Regions from separate parts of the Mus musculus genome. Here region 2 is linked to region 1. Evidence: chromatin contacts called from public Hi-C data. All regions are on one chromosome and are shown on one strand. The core of a region is the stretch at or near the end of the contact, and the rest is flanking DNA. Distances in the headings are between cores, read along the strand shown. Region 1 overlaps 9130015G15Rik (RIKEN cDNA 9130015G15 gene). Region 2 has its middle 77 kb from the start of Gm32849.

Evidence for each region. Hi-C and Micro-C count contacts between places; a contact is called where the count stands out from the background.
Region 2: a Hi-C map of cerebellum shows a contact between it and region 1, with 2.0 times the contacts expected there. The contact joins two enhancer-like sites. A contact is called at or near these places in 2 of 39 promoter capture datasets (embryonic stem cells and liver), 1 of 15 datasets of contacts at CTCF or cohesin (large pre-B cells), 14 of 484 Hi-C or Micro-C datasets (the 63-12 cell line, bone marrow-derived macrophages, cerebellar granule neurons and 8 more), 14 of 115 datasets of contacts at active chromatin or transcription factors (SST interneurons, bone marrow-derived dendritic cells, embryonic basal ganglia and 9 more) and 4 of 9 other capture datasets (adipose tissue, liver, macrophages and 1 more).

What each region holds. Positions count from the first base shown.
Region 1 is chr7:49,118,664-49,126,174 of GRCm38.p6, reverse strand. It overlaps 9130015G15Rik (RIKEN cDNA 9130015G15 gene), which reads left to right. Exons shown (of 4, transcript NR_154465.1): 4 at 2,112-4,238. It also overlaps a transcript of Nav2 not described here. Among named protein-coding and RNA genes, the nearest start is that of 9130015G15Rik, 40 kb to the left of the region's middle. Within about 2 kb of position 5,879, at least 48 of the 459 cell types and tissues checked have an H3K27ac peak or open chromatin away from gene starts, as enhancers often do. A contact at or near this core is called in cerebellum and microglia, where this site is marked.
Region 2 is chr7:48,960,230-48,967,740 of GRCm38.p6, reverse strand. It overlaps a transcript of Nav2 not described here. Among named protein-coding and RNA genes, the nearest start is that of Gm32849, 77 kb to the left of the region's middle. Within about 2 kb of position 4,495, at least 9 of the 459 cell types and tissues checked have an H3K27ac peak or open chromatin away from gene starts, as enhancers often do. A contact at or near this core is called in cerebellum and microglia, where this site is marked.

The DNA.
Region 1 (7,511 bases), core at 4,630-7,129:
GTGTGCAGGAAATGACATGGAATATGCTATGTGTTAGTTAATTTGCTCTTTGTATCAATCCTAGGCCTGGAAGGCTTAGGTTACATAGTAAATAAAGTGTGGTCTATCTATCTATCTATCTATCTATCTATCTATCTATCTATCTATCTATTTATTTAATGTACACGAGTGCTCTATCTGCATGTACACCTGCATGCCAGAAGAAGGCATCAGATGCCATTACAGATGGTTCTGATCATGTGGTTGCTGGGAATTGCACTCGGGACCTCTGGAAAAGCAGGCATTGTCCTTAACAGCTGAGCTATCTCTCCAGTCCCTGAAGTGTGGCTTTAAACAGTAGGCTAACTCCAGAGTGCATACCTACAAGCTTGTTATAAGGCCCCTTTGCCAAGAACTAGCCACTCTCAGAGTCCCTCCCAAGGTCCTTCAGGCCCAGGTCCTCAGTCACACTGATTCAGTGCTGCCCCCATGTGGACAGGGAGTGCCATCACTCTCTGGCATTAGCTCATTTGGGGCTGGTAGACACCTCATCTGCAAACCTGTCATCTTCCCTTCAGGAACTCTTTCAGCTCCAACGGGAGCTGCAGTCTTGGCTCTGATCTCGATGGTCTGACTAGTGCTGGAGGAAAACCTCCCACCTCCTGATTCCCAGAGCTGTCAGAGTACCTGCAGAAGCAAAATGTCCCCACCAAAGCCGTCAGCAGATCCGTGGCAACCAGAAAGCCCAGCTCTCACCCCAAGTCCAGAACACTGTCAATCTCCTGGGGTGTGCATAGGCCACATCTTGTCCAGCAGGAGGCAGTCATGCTGAGAATACATCAAGGAGACTAACAGCATCAAGCATGTAGACGAGATACCCAGCTTCCTCTGTTTTACTCGAGGCATGAAGAAGCAGCACACATCCACCCATTGGTTTTTATTATCTTGGTACTTGCTTTTCATTATCATTGTTTTCTTTGGGAAAAAAATCCTCCTGTTATTTATTTCATGCCTTAAAAATGAGTTACATGAAGGGAGACTTGGGTCCCTTGCCCATGATTCCTGAAGGAGGTGGAGGTGTGAAGGTCAGTAGATCAAGTTGACCCTTATCCACATTGCAAGTCTGAGAGCAGCCTGGGCTAGCTAAGTCACTGCATATCTAACGGAGGGGGCTGGAGTGATGGCTTAGTGGTTAACAGTATTTCCTGCTCTTGTAGAAGAATCTGAGTTTGGTTCCCATCACTCATGTGCAGTGGCTTACACCACTGGGGATCTGATACCGTCTTCTGGCCTCTGTGGGAACTTTTATGAGCACACAAATACACACACACACACACACACACACACACACACACACACAAATGCACACATACATGCATGTACAGATACATACACATACATGTATTTACACATGTATGCATGCACACATAAATAAAATAAATCTTTTTAAAAAATGAAACCACCTCAAACACAATAAAAAAACTAACAGAGGTTGGTGACACAGGACATTGTTAAGGACCACTGTTATGGCTCCAGAAGAGCCCATACACTGTAGATCTTCCTAAGGACCACTGTTGCAGCTCTAGTAATCTAGAGGTCAATTTTAGAGCTCATACGCGGTCAATTTTGCTGCTAACTGCTCAGTTCACTTCTTATTCTCCATGTTGTTGCAAATATGTTGTATGATATAATTTTGTAGAATGCATTGTCTGTCCACCATAAGTATGTCTGCATGCTTTTTCTTTCACACCTCACTGTTAATCGCTGCACACCATCCATTTGGTCCACGTACCACAATCCTCCACACCTCCTCTGGTTTCCCACTGAGACTGGTCAGAATCTCTTGGTTTTAGATGTGATGTTGGCATTAGCATCTTCACCGAGGGGTCTCCCTTGTTTCAGATGGTTTTCTACAGCTCCGTAGCAATGTTCCCAGGATATACACTGCCTAGACTCCGTCCCATGCCTCTTTTGTCCCACCGGAAGCTAGACACATGGAAACTTGGGAGAGCAGATGAGAGAGGACTATTTGAAAGAGGGAAAGAGGAAAGATGCAGAGGAGGAAGGCAGTGGGAGAGCAGGGTGTCACGGTGCTACGTTTGGGATAAACTCATTTTGTCTCTGCTTCTTAGGTCTGAGCAGGAAGGGCAAGCCAGAGGAAGACCATCCAGGAAAAGAAGGGAACAGCAGAGGAATGTATTCCTTGATGGTGGCATCTCTTTTGAAATACCACACCACATCCTACGAACGTGTTAGAAAGAAGAAACAACACTTCTACCAAGTATTGCTGGACCTCAACTCTGGAATGTAGAAATATCAGTCTGAAAGCCATCTTGAGCTCTACAGTACCCAATGAAGTTAGATCATTGCCTTCAAGAGGACTTATGTGTAAAACTCCTACAGGCTGTAGACATGACTATGGGTCCATCCATAAGCCTACAAAGTCACAACAGCACATGCTGTGTGGTATGCTACCCAGACCCCTTAAAGGACAAGGGCATCCTCCCCAGCACTGGTGTTCTCCCAGGCTAGTCTCTCCTCTAGCCTGCCTGAAGGGAGTTTCCCAGCTCATGTAATGGCCTGGCTGATTGATGTGGGGTATTCCAGCCTGTTCTCCCTGTTGAGCAGAGGACACTGAACATCTTTATCCAGCTCTGAGCTGCCCAGGGACCAATTACAAATATACACAGCCCTGCCTCTCTGTGTCACTGGCTATCCCTTATAGGTGGTACCAATTTCCTGTGCTATTTTCTACAACAGAAGTCATTTCTCAGGGAAATTTAACCCCAAACAGTCATGTATCTTTCTTCCTTCAAATTCCAGAGAAGGGCACAGTAGGGAAAATACCTCAAGATACATGAACTGGCTAGGGTTTTCCAAACAGGACTCCAGTTGCTTGGGACATAATGCCAATAACTGAAGCTAGAAGGCAGAGGCCCAGGAAATGGCTAACATAATCATCTAAAGAAACAGCTCACAGAACCTTTGCAAGCTACACATCCAACAGAGGAGAATTAGCTGGAATATGAAGAAGAAAAACCCCCAAACCAAAACCCAAATAAACTTCAAGAAGCTAAACAAGGATCAAAAAAGCCTACAATAAAGGAGCCAGTGAAGCAAGCAGAGTCCTCAAAAGATGAGGCGCAAATTTCTATTAGACACATGAAAGGATGGTCAGCCTCACTCTCCATCAGAGGAAGGGAAATTAAAGTTACAGTGAGAACCCATCAGAGTGACAGTCATTAAAAAAGCAAACACTAGTGACAACAGATGCTGGTGCAGAAGGGGTGAAGGGGCTCTTAGACCACTGGTGGGAATGGAAACCATGCCCGCCTCTGTGGAGATCAGTGTGCAAATTCCTTCCACACCCAAACTAGGGGCTAGGAAGATGGTGCAGGGTAAAAGGTGCGTATTCATTGTGTCTGTTCCAGACATCCATATTCACCAGCTCACCACTGCCTGGAACTCCAGCTCCAGGGGATCTGATGCCCCCTTCTGGACTCTTCAGGTGCCTGCCTGCATACACGAACACCTCACACAGACACATAACTTTAAAAAGTGATAAAAATCTTCAAAAAATTAAAAACACATCTACCACATGAGACAGCCATACAAAACCCGGGTATGTATCCAAAAGATCAGAACAGGCACTTCGCAGAGACACTTGCGTCTCGTTTACTAGAGCTTCATGCACAGTCATGAAGTTATAGAACCAATGTAGGTGTCTAACCTCAGGGGAAGAGATAAGGAAAGTTGGTTTATATACGCATCAGAAGTTATATCAGCCATAGAGATGGATGAAGTTTTATCATTTATAGGACAATGAATTCAACCAGACTTCATTATAATAAATGGATTAAGCCAGTCTCAGAAAGACAATGTTTTCTCTCTTACACGATTCCTAGATTTAATATAGATATGTAAAGCCATGCATGTATGTAATAAATGTAAAAGTGAAACTGTCTAGGGAGCAGGGGACCTAACTGAAAGGGGAAGAAGGGTGCAGGTGGGGGTGGGGAGGAATATACTCAATGCATATTACATATGTATGTGAAAATATCCATACCCAACAAGCGACAGGTGCAAAGTATAGACACAATGAAACAAATAACAATAAAATAAACTCAACAGGAAAACAGAATTCAGTTGTAATGCTCTGGAAAAACTGTTTCAAATTAGAATTTAAGATACATAGATACGCCTGGCAGTGGTGGTGCCGGGCGGTGGTGGTGCACGCCTTTAATCCCAGCACTTGGGAGGCAGAGACAGGCGGATTTTTCTGAGTTCAAGGCCAGCCTGGTCTACAAAGTGAGTTCCAGGACAGCCAAGACTATACAGAGAAACCCTGTCTGGAAAAACCAAAAAAAAAAAAAAAGGTACATAGATACATATTTTCTACAGAAAGGACCCTGAATGCAGACTAAAGATCAGTTTGTAGAAGGCACTAATCTCTTACTAGTGTCCCCCTCCCCTGCTCCTGATCAGCTACTTATTGTCACTTATTCTGACCTTGGAGGACAATGTTTTAAAACGAGAAAGACCTCTCAGAGGTTTTTAACATGAAATGTTCCATCCTCCTTTTTTACTACTGGAAAATAGTGGAAAACCTGACTCCCTTTGGATTCCTGTAGAGATTTTATCAGTTGGGCCTTGGAGTCGGCTCTGTACACCCACTGACTGGCTCAGCCTGCGCAGCCAGAAGGGGGCAGCACCACTCCGCAGAATTCCCTCCGGGCTTTGCTTTTCTGGTAAGTTCCCGCTGGCTGGCACCACACAGTCAGGTTGGCATGGCTTTCAACCTCCTGCCTTAGCATGCTGGAGGTGTATGTACCTTCGGGAGGGCGTGGCAAAACCAGCAGGCTAGACTCAATTTGCAGTGCCCGAGTGCACCTGAAATGTACTCTGGCATTTCAAGTAAAACTGTCAGGCTGTAGACGGAGGAGGCCACTTCAGCTTTGCTGGACACTTTACAGTCTGCTGAATGGCATCTTCTTCCGTCTCTCATCCTTGGGAGCTATGGGGAGCCAGTGTGTGTGTGTGTGAGTGTGTGTGTACACGTGCACGCGCACGCACGCACGCGCATAGGCATACACACATCAGTATGGACAAGCTGGAAGCTGTGAAGGAAGGCTTTCTCCTGGTGCTGACCCAGGGCAGAGAGCTGCGGGTGCAAAACTCTGTCTCCTGCTTCACCCTGATGAAGCTCTTACACTCTTCTGCCCTGGGGACGGGAGGTACCTAGGAGCCAGGCACATTGGATACCTAACCTTTCTATGGCTCTCAGCACCAACACCGTCACCTCCTATACCTTCTAGGGGCTGTCCCCTCCGCCATCCAGATGACACTGAGGGGGAGGTTTTCTTCAAACAGAAAAACAAAGCATGGAAGAAAATAAATGCACTTTATTCACTGCCCCCCGCAGCCCCCGCCCCCCAAAAAGAGAGCCTTGCATTGGGCAGGAGCTTCACGAGACAGGTGGCTTTCCTGGGTCCCTTCCAGTGATTCATGCAGTAGCAGAGACAGCCTTTCTTCTTCTTCTTTTTTTTTTTTTTAGACCAAGAGGCTTGTCCTGTCCCCACATAAATGTGTCCAGGAAGAGCACGTGACTACTATGCTGAATACACCGGCAGTACGACCTCAAAGCCTGTGTCTCTTCTCTTGTTTCCCCTCCCCTCCTCTCCTATTCTTTTCTTCCCTTTACCCACTCTCTGCTCTCGGTTTTTTGCTGGGCACGATGGACACAGAAAGAATCTCTCTGGCCACGTTCATTTCGCCGCCACGGGCAGGATGCTCTCGGCACCAACGCTCCCTTTACCCTGTTGCCCTGCCCCCATACACTCACGCTGCAGTGTTAACTCTAAAGAACTCGGAAATTCCTGGGTGGGCAGAACTGTGGCCTGGGAAACCGTCCTTCACAGACAGCGTTTTTTTCAAGAGAAAATGCCTCACTCACAGCCTGCCACTGGCCAATGAACGCGCCTCGGCTCTCAAACGCAGCGCTGAAACTGGCTTTTTTCCCCCCATTTCCTCTCCCAAATGCCAATGATATCTGTGAGCCTGAAAAATATACTGTTCTTCTTATCCTTCATGGCACAAAGCGGTTTCCTCTCAGCCCGTGATGAACAGATCTCTGGTCCAAATGGGATCCAGCCTAGGCAGCTCTGCTATGCCAGGGTGGCTCTGGGAGAGGCTGAGGGTGAGGAGGGAGTTCGGGGCCCATTGAGGGAGGTGTTGGTGCCTCTGCACTCCCAGACAGAATGGCACTGCCCCAGTTTTCTGGGGATTGTGTTCAAAGAGGGGCTAAGGGATGGCCTGAGCCCCCAGTGACTAGAAACTGTGAATTCCCAGTAGACACCCTGCACCCTCTGATGGTTCTATACATCCCTGGATTTCTTTCACTCTGGCTCTTGCCCTTTGGAGCCCCTGGGGTGGTGGTAGTGGGGCAAATGGCCACCCACTTTTTCTCTAACCCTTCTTGCCACCTGCTCCTTACAGGGTTCTGCCCTGTGTCCTGTGCTGCCTTCATCAAGATCTGGGCTGCTCTAACTCAGCCATAGGAGTAGGGCCCCTCATCAGTAATTCACTGGCCCCCTTCCTCCATAGGGTGGGGGACCCGAAAAACTCAGCAGCTTCTGAACTGTGGGGCAACAGAGTCCTGGATCATCATCCTTAGCAGAGGAGAGGAGAGGAGAAGAGAGGATGAGAGGGGAGAGGAGGGGGGAGAGGGGAGGAAGGGAGGGGAGAGAGAAAAAAAGCTAAGAAAGGCAATGACCACAATCCAGAACCATTCTAGAAGTTCAGTATACTTCAGGGGGGGGGGGAGGCATTGCTCTAAAGGATGGGTGTTTTCCCACCACTGCCTTCCTGCAGAAACAAAGGAAGCAGGACGTGGCTGGCTTCATAGACTCCTTCTTCACAGTTTCTCATTCTGTTTCGACAAGACAGCTGCTAAGGCTGCTATTCTTAAACCCTGTGTGCAACCTCTGAGTTCCTGTAGCCAACACACGAAGGAAGCTGTGAACGTGCACACCTGGTGGGCGGTGAGTCCCAGAGGGAGGGTGGGTGTGGAGCCGGGGAGCCAGGCGAATGCACCCAGGTGGCTCCTGGCCTGGGATTGCCACCTGAGGCCACAACCCAGCCAGGGGGGACTTGCATGGCGAGGGCATGACCTTTAGATGTCCACCTCTGGGGCATGTAGGAGAAACTCTAAGAAGGTTCCTATGGTCCTTACCCCTGTGGAGCTCAGAGCTTGGTTTACATAAATAGAGAACTTGATTGCAATTCCAAATAAGCCCATTGACCCCCTGCCCATGTTCTGATAGCAACTGTGGCAAGAACAGTGATAGAAGTGGGTAATCCTAATCTCAGAGAAGCCATGGGGCCATGTGGGAAGAAAGGAGCTTTATACAGGGCGCTTAAGGATGGGGTGCCTACAGATGGGGTGCCTGAAGATGAATCAGTGAATGGATGGTTAGGCAGTCTCAGCTCCCGAGCAGTAAGAGCTGTGTATTCAAATCTCCATTCCAGAATTT
Region 2 (7,511 bases), core at 3,246-5,745, 160 kb after region 1:
GGCTGTTAGAGTTATGTTGCCTGAAATGAACAGAATTGAAAGCCTAGGTCTTCAGCCCCACCTGTCGCATTTCTAGTGTTCCACAGTCAGCTGTGGCTACTGGCCACTGATGCCTATAGTGGACAGAATGATACACCTATCACGGCAGGAGGTGACATCAGAGAGGACAGGCTCTACATGTACTCTTCAGACAGGAGGAGACCACAGCTGTCTAGCTTATCCTGAGCCTAGAACCATGCTTGCTGTGTAGAGGCCCATCTTTGATCCTTGAGGAATGCATGAATGATAGAATAATGGAACTTTGTAATACCAAACAAAATCTCAGAGTGTTTACTCTACTGGCCACATTCATGAGAAATGCTAGCATGTCCATAGCCATCTATAAAAGGAGGGGCATAGTATTTGTGCAGTGAGCCAAATATGCACACTATGTTAAGAAAGCAAGCTTCCTAAAGTATTATACAATGTGACTTTGTTTTATGAAGGAACACGAACCACCACCGTTTAAAAAGAAATATTTTGAAACCCCAGGTGTAACTGAGGGCTGTCCAGTATTGTGACATCGTGACATGACATTAAAGGGTGCTAGGCTGCATTATTCCTACCTTGGGACACATGTGATCCATAGGGTACAGGTAGGACACCTGAACAGGTCAAACTGTTGACAGTCATCACTCCTAGCTAAAATTGGGGGGGGGGAACCCTCTCTACCTTATATGTTTCTGTAATATTTAAATTTGAGTGCTTAAGTGTAGCTTGAGTATTTTTAATTCATTCCCAAGTAGACCTCTAAAACAAAAAGAATAATACAATGTTTCAACCCATCCCAAAGATATACAGGACACTTTTCAAATGTCTACCAACAACAAACTCCTCATGCATTTACTTCACTCAATTTAGATATTACTGGGTTCTATTAGATCCAAGAGGGTCACACGGTGAGGGCAAAGCAGCATTGGCATGTGAGCCTAGCTTTCTCCTTTCACAGTTCATGGCACTGTACACCCACACAATGTGGTTCTCCACAGAATAAATCCCAGGTGGGCTCTGAACTGGCTGCTCCATCCATAGAGAACCCACAAGCAGAACGAAGCTACCACCAAGCTCAGGAGAGACATCTTTTGCTGCTCAAGATAGTAGGGAATACAGCAAAAGTAATGCTTTGCTAGCCCTCTGCAGTGCCGGTCATTCATCCCACAAAGGCTCACTGGTACCCCGTGCATCTGTTCTCTGGCTCCCCAGCTCCCCAGCAGATGCATTTGTGGGATTCTCAGCCAGTCCCCTAAAAGAGGAGTTCTCAGCTGACTTGAGGTAGGAGCCAATACACTGCAGAGTTGCCTTTCAGCTCTGTGGACAAGACATTCCAGGTTGCACGCTGGGAGGCTTGTTTAGCTTCGCACTTGATGCAAATGGGGCGTGTGTTTACCCACAAACACACACACACACATGTACACAACAGAAGCTGCTGTCGCCAACAGAAGCGGCTGCAGTGGCAGGATGCTGGAAGCCCAGACTTAACTCTTAAGCAACGTGGAACTTGATCACAATGCCTATCAGAGAAAACAATCTAATTCCTCCTAAGCCAGAGTTTCAACCTCTGCCCAGAAAATTCAGTAGAAAATGAAATGTAATACTCTATTAAGCTTTATTTTCTCAGCACAAGCGAGGGCTCACCCGAGCATGGAGAGCCATTAAAATGGATCTTACATATATCATTATAAATTTAATAATCACCATGACGGCTAGAGTTCAAGTTAAAATGAATGTCAGCTGAGCATGACCAATTGATGTTACCCCAGCTGCCGCCGAGCCTCACTTGGGGTTGTATTCTTCCAGAGGCTCCGTGGTACATGTGGAACAACCCAGCCCAAGCCAAGAACAGATGGGAAATGCAAGCAGCTACACCTAGCCAAGGAAGAGCCTTCATAATTGCACATTATCTTAGTGTAGCAGCCCAATTAAAATTTTCTATGGTGTCAGAGGTCTCAACTGATCCTCTGCTAAGTGTCTGGATCCCAAACTTGGCTGACACTCAGTGGAACGCAGGCATTCCTGGGGCTGCTCACTGTAATCAATTTTCCCTCTACCTCTGGGAAAGCTCCTATAGAAACTAGAGCTGAAGGTCGAGCAGGCTCTTCACTTGGCAAACCAAATACCAAAAAAAAAAACCCAAGTCCCGCTTCCCCAGCTGCCTGAGATGGGGCATTCTTCCTGAATCACAAGAGACCCAGTCTCAGGAGTGTCTTTTGTTTTGTTTTTGCTTTTTGGGAATTGAGTCAGTGTCTATATTTTAAAAATGTATTTCAATTTATTTTTATTCTTTGAAAAAAACTCAGCATGAAAGCATATATATATATATATATATATATATATATATATATATAAAGAGAGAGAGCTAAAATATAATATTTTAATGAGTCAAAAAGCCATGCATATTACACACCAGGAAACTTGATCTTTGAAATTCACAAGGGGAGGGGACATGATAGATACCTCATCACCTGGTAGAACGCCACAAGTTTGGGTACCTTCAACTCTGAGTACCTTCCCAACACCTCAATGGAAACACAGGGATCATTTGTAGACAAACACAGACTCTGGTCCTTCTCGTACAAGTCTAACCCTGATTAGCCTCTGGTCACAGCCTGGCTGGTGGATGAAGACCCAGCCTCAGCTCCCTTCCTGAACAATCAGCTATAGCATATCACTCCCCAGTGAGTTTCACTTTTGAAGGAGAGTTGAAGTTTAGTTGGCAGATGCAACTCCTGGGTGAATGAGGCTTTCAGATCAATCACAGCCAGTGGCCTGCACTCAATGGGCCACTTCAAATGACAAGAGAGTCCACGGGGTGCATTTTTTTTTTAATCTATATACACAAGAGCCAGCAGACAACACAGAAAATTCCTTAAACAAAACCAGCTTAGCCGGAAACACCATTGCCCAGAAAGACTAAATGTGCACACTGCCCAGAGCGACTGAAGTGCAAAGGACCCCAGTTTGGCTTTGAGGATACCAGAACTTTGGTTTGCTTCTGTAAACTGTTTATAAACCTTTGCCTTCTTCGGTCCTGGCAGTAACATATTCCTTCCTTTCATTTATCTCAAGTGTTAACCGCCAACAATCCAAAGCAGAAAGCATAGCACTAGGACACAGAAGTCAGGAGCCACCACACCTCCTCCTCAGCAGAGAAACACAGACAGGTCCGGTCCGTGAACACCGTTCTCTGGACCACCCAGCTCTTACTCCATAAAACAGTTCCAGCTCCAGGCAGCAAACACTACACCAAGCTCCACCACTTACCCTCTTTTGATCTTCCAGGCCGTGAGTGACTGGCTTTCTCCTCTGCTGTTGACTTGACTCAGAAATCGATTCCATTTCCCAGACATAAAATCTTCCTCCGTGATAGTTTAAATCCACAGCAGAACCAAGTGCCCCACACAACGGCGACCTGTGCACACCACCCGAGGAGGTCCCACCAGAAAGGAGATCGTGCTATCTCTTCAGAGGTCTTGCCATCGTCTTGAAAGCCAACTGGGAACCTGGCTAGCCACGGATGCCTTGGGGATGAAGGAGGCTGTCGCTGACATGTTGAGGATGAGGCCCAGGGTTTCAACTTCAGGGTAGCAACTCACTTTACACGAGCCCCATGGATATATTTGGGCAAAGAAGAGTCCATATCCTGGGGTGTGTGCCCCATTCCTGCCCAAGGAATCCTTTTCCTCACTGTCTGCTTGGTACGGATAATTTATATATCAATAACAATGTAAATGGGCATTTAATCCACCGAGCTGATAGCATCCACATCCCTCTCCACAGCCCTTGGCTCCTATAAATCACCACAAACGCCTCTCTGCCAGCCGCTCCTCACAGCTCCTGTGAGTGCTTGTCTCCGTGGCAGCTCCCCTCCCGGCTGTCATCTTCCTTCATGCAGAGAGACCCAGACCTGGGGAAAAAAAATGCTCAATGGTCAGATTTGCCTGTGGTGAAGTGTGATGTTTGAGCTGTCTTGCTTGCCATCTGGAGCCACACAGCAAGGCCTGGACCCAGCAACAGCCAGCAGTCTTTCTCTGAACCCAACACTGATTACATCCATGGGTGAGCAACCTGGCTGGGGTGGGGTGGGGGGCAGAGCTCATGGACTCCCCCCACTTCTCCTGTTCTTGAAAAAGCTGGGCAGTACTGGAAAGGAGTTATCTTTCAAACCCTTGTAGGGTTCACCGTCACAGCAGCAATGGGATGGCAAGAAAGAGGAAATGATTCCTGAGGCCAGAAGCAACAACATCCCCCCTACCCCCCACCCCCACCCACACACACATCCCTTCGGCTGTAGGAGATGGTGTGTGGCAGGTGAGACTCCCTGGCCACAAGGAGGGGAAAGTGCAGTATCAATCTGACAGACATCTCTCTGGAAAGCAACTGCCTCGGAACTAGCTGCATTCCCTGCTAGAACCAGCAGGCAGAGTAGACACTAGTCACCTCCTGCCTGACGTCACAGAGGCTCTGAGAGCCACCGAAGGGGGAGAGAAGAAGAGCACCTGTGCTCAGAACATTCTCACTGGGTGCATCCTTCCCTGGGTGGTTTGAGAGGTGGAGTCAGGTCTGAAAAGCATCATAAGGATGCTTCCGTTAACAGTCTCAAATATCTCTCCTTGCAACATCAGCACCACAGAGACAAAGGCTGAAGAGGCAGGTGGGGTGGGCAGGGTGGAGCTGGAGAGCTTTAACTCAAAAGTTTCCCCACCAACATTTCTTACCAAACAATTTCAATTCAGTCAGTGCCTGCCTCTGGAAGAGCTGTGGTCAGATCCAGCCAGAGTGAGCCTAAGACAGAAGCCCCCAGATCCTTCCTTGTAGCCGTCCTGACCGGCAGCCGTTTTGAAATGAGGCAGAAGTCACCCCTTGTCATCAAACTCTGTTACGCTTCCATGCAGCTCAGTGGCAAATCAGGTTGAAAGGCAGAGATAAGAGTTTTTAACTAACAGCTGTCACAAGAACAGAAAGCCTGGAGTGGGAGAGATGCTTTGGAAGGAAGTATGGCTTTTCAGGTTCACCCCTGACAAGTGTGACCAGCACAGAGTTCAGACAGTCACACTGCCCCTTCTGATGTGGGTTAAGAATTGATGAGCAGAAAGTCCAGAAAAGACTTCCCCAGAGCAAGATTTCAGACGTTCTTCGTGGACCCAGGAAATAGCTAGGCACCCTTGTGCCCACTAGCACCCTGAACATTGCCCCTCCAAGAGATTTCTAGCAAAGGCAAGCCTCCGAGCCTTAGTTCCAGAGCACAATCTGAAGAAATTAACAAACTTCCCCCTAAGTAGTACCTTATCCAGATGTCCAGCTGAGACCTAAATAGAAGATTCAGGCAGATGTAGCAGAGTTTGAGTCTCTGCAACTGCCTCACTGTGTGACTTTCATCAAGTATCTTAACATCTCTGAGCCCCAGCTCTCTCATCTACAAAGTGCAGGTGATGCTAATAACTAAAGAAAAATGTTTGTTTAGTATGTGACCTGCTAAGGTCGTCGAATGCCTTCTATGCCTCTTCTATGCTATCTACTGACACACATATCCATGTATTCAACAAATCCCTTTGTCATGTGCCAGTCAGCTTGCCTCATGCTAAAGAGTGCACAAGAGCAGCCAGGCAACTTCCCTAAAACAAAAGACAGCTAAGAAGCCATGTGCTTGGAATCTGAACTTAAGTCTGGCTTGAAAATTTTCACCTATGTCAAAACTGCTCTGGAAAGCTCGATGCCATTTGTCTAGTTCCGAGTCTACACTTACAGCTCCTGGCTGTGCTCATGAATAATAATAGAAAGAAGAAAGAAAGGGAAGGAAAAAAAAAAAAGCCCAGAGCCTAGAAGGATCTCCTCTAGCCCTGGCCTCTGTGTTTGAGAACAGCTCTGGCCCCTCCACCAGGCTTGAGCCAGCCCTCCCCCGGGTGAGACCCTGTCACATCCCATCACACCTACAGAAGCATACACCCTGAAAGCACATGGGGGACAGACGCTGTCACCACAGAAGTATCTTCCCTGCCAGCGGGGAGTGGGAAGATGTGCCACACCTCCTGCAAGCCTTTTGTTTTCTCTAGAAGACAGTCTGCACCAGTTCTGGGGGCCACTGCCTTCCTGTGCCAGGGCGCAGAGCACTCATGGAGATGCTGCTGTCAGTGCCACGTCCGATTCGGGCTCTGACAGGGAAGTCTCCAGAAGTTTCAGTGCGCTTGAGGGTGGAGGTAAGGAGGAGGCAGGACTGAGAGAACGTTAATTGGCTCGTTAGAAAGTGAATGCGCCTGTTGGATTGATCCTGAAATGTAGCTGTTCAGCACTCGTACCTCTGTGCCACTGAGTCAGCCAGGCATTAGCCAGTCAGCCTCTGCAAGGTGCGTAGTGGAGGTAGAAGGTGGGAAGGACACACAGGAGGAGAAGCCTGGACCAGGAGGTACCAACAAGTAAGCTAGGGAGCCTTGTGGGCAAGCTCCATGATCCAGAAGTCCAGAAGACAAGCCTAGTCATATTGCAGGTAATTCAAACACTGGACCCAAAATAGACTCTGTAGAGCTTCAGTTTCCCATTACACACCTAGCCCTACTTCTTCCTTTTGAACAATCGAAATAGGGGTATAGAGGACTATTTTTCAGGTTCAACCCACCAGGTAGGTACAAGGCAGGGTCTAGTTTCTAAGAAAGAGATTCCCTCAGAGTACTACTGAGGTCCTTTACTGTAGGAAGCCCCAGTCCCAGTGAATGGCCAATGGGATTCCAGTGCTAAACAGTCTAAGGCTTCCAGTCTGGACTCACTTCTGCCGAGATGCTAAAGCCTGAGTTTATTTCCCACATTTTGCTTACTTCTCCTACATTTTCAAAACCGGGCACTATCCATTTGATCTCCTGCGTCCCTGCAGCAGCACCGGCTTCTGATTTCCAGCCAGCACCCAAGGCAGAGGGATGTGAAAGGGATGCCTGACCTATGCCATTTTATAAGGGAATCCCTAATTCAGCATTTGCTTCCTCGTGCCAACAAGAGAACCAGGGGTGCTGCGTGCAGACCTAGCCCTTTATCAACTGAGTGATAGACAAGTTGCCGAGGTGTGTGAAAGAGTACCAAGGAGCTATGGTGGGCTTGAGACTTAGGGTGCGAGGCAGGATGCTCCAAAGAAGTCTGTGTGCCAAGCACTTTTGCCAGATGATTGACCCAGCCGCCAACCCCCAGGCCTTTATCTGAGCAAGCCGGCAAGCAGAGCATGCTTGTGCCTCTTCCTCAAGAAAAAAAAAGGATCGCACACAAAAATAAGTCACTAGGGCTCCAGCTGGGCGGTGCAGGCTGCCTCTGCTGCTGCCACTGAAGTCCCTTTGCTTGCAAGAAAAGAGCTGGCTGGGCGGATGTACCCCCACAGGGCCTGGGCTCCAGTGCTCGGGCGCCTCCCCCCAACCCCATTCGCTCCCTAGCAGCCTTTGCCTATAGCCGGCAGCTGCCAGGAGCAGAGTGTATGAGAGAGAACCACAGTACCTAGC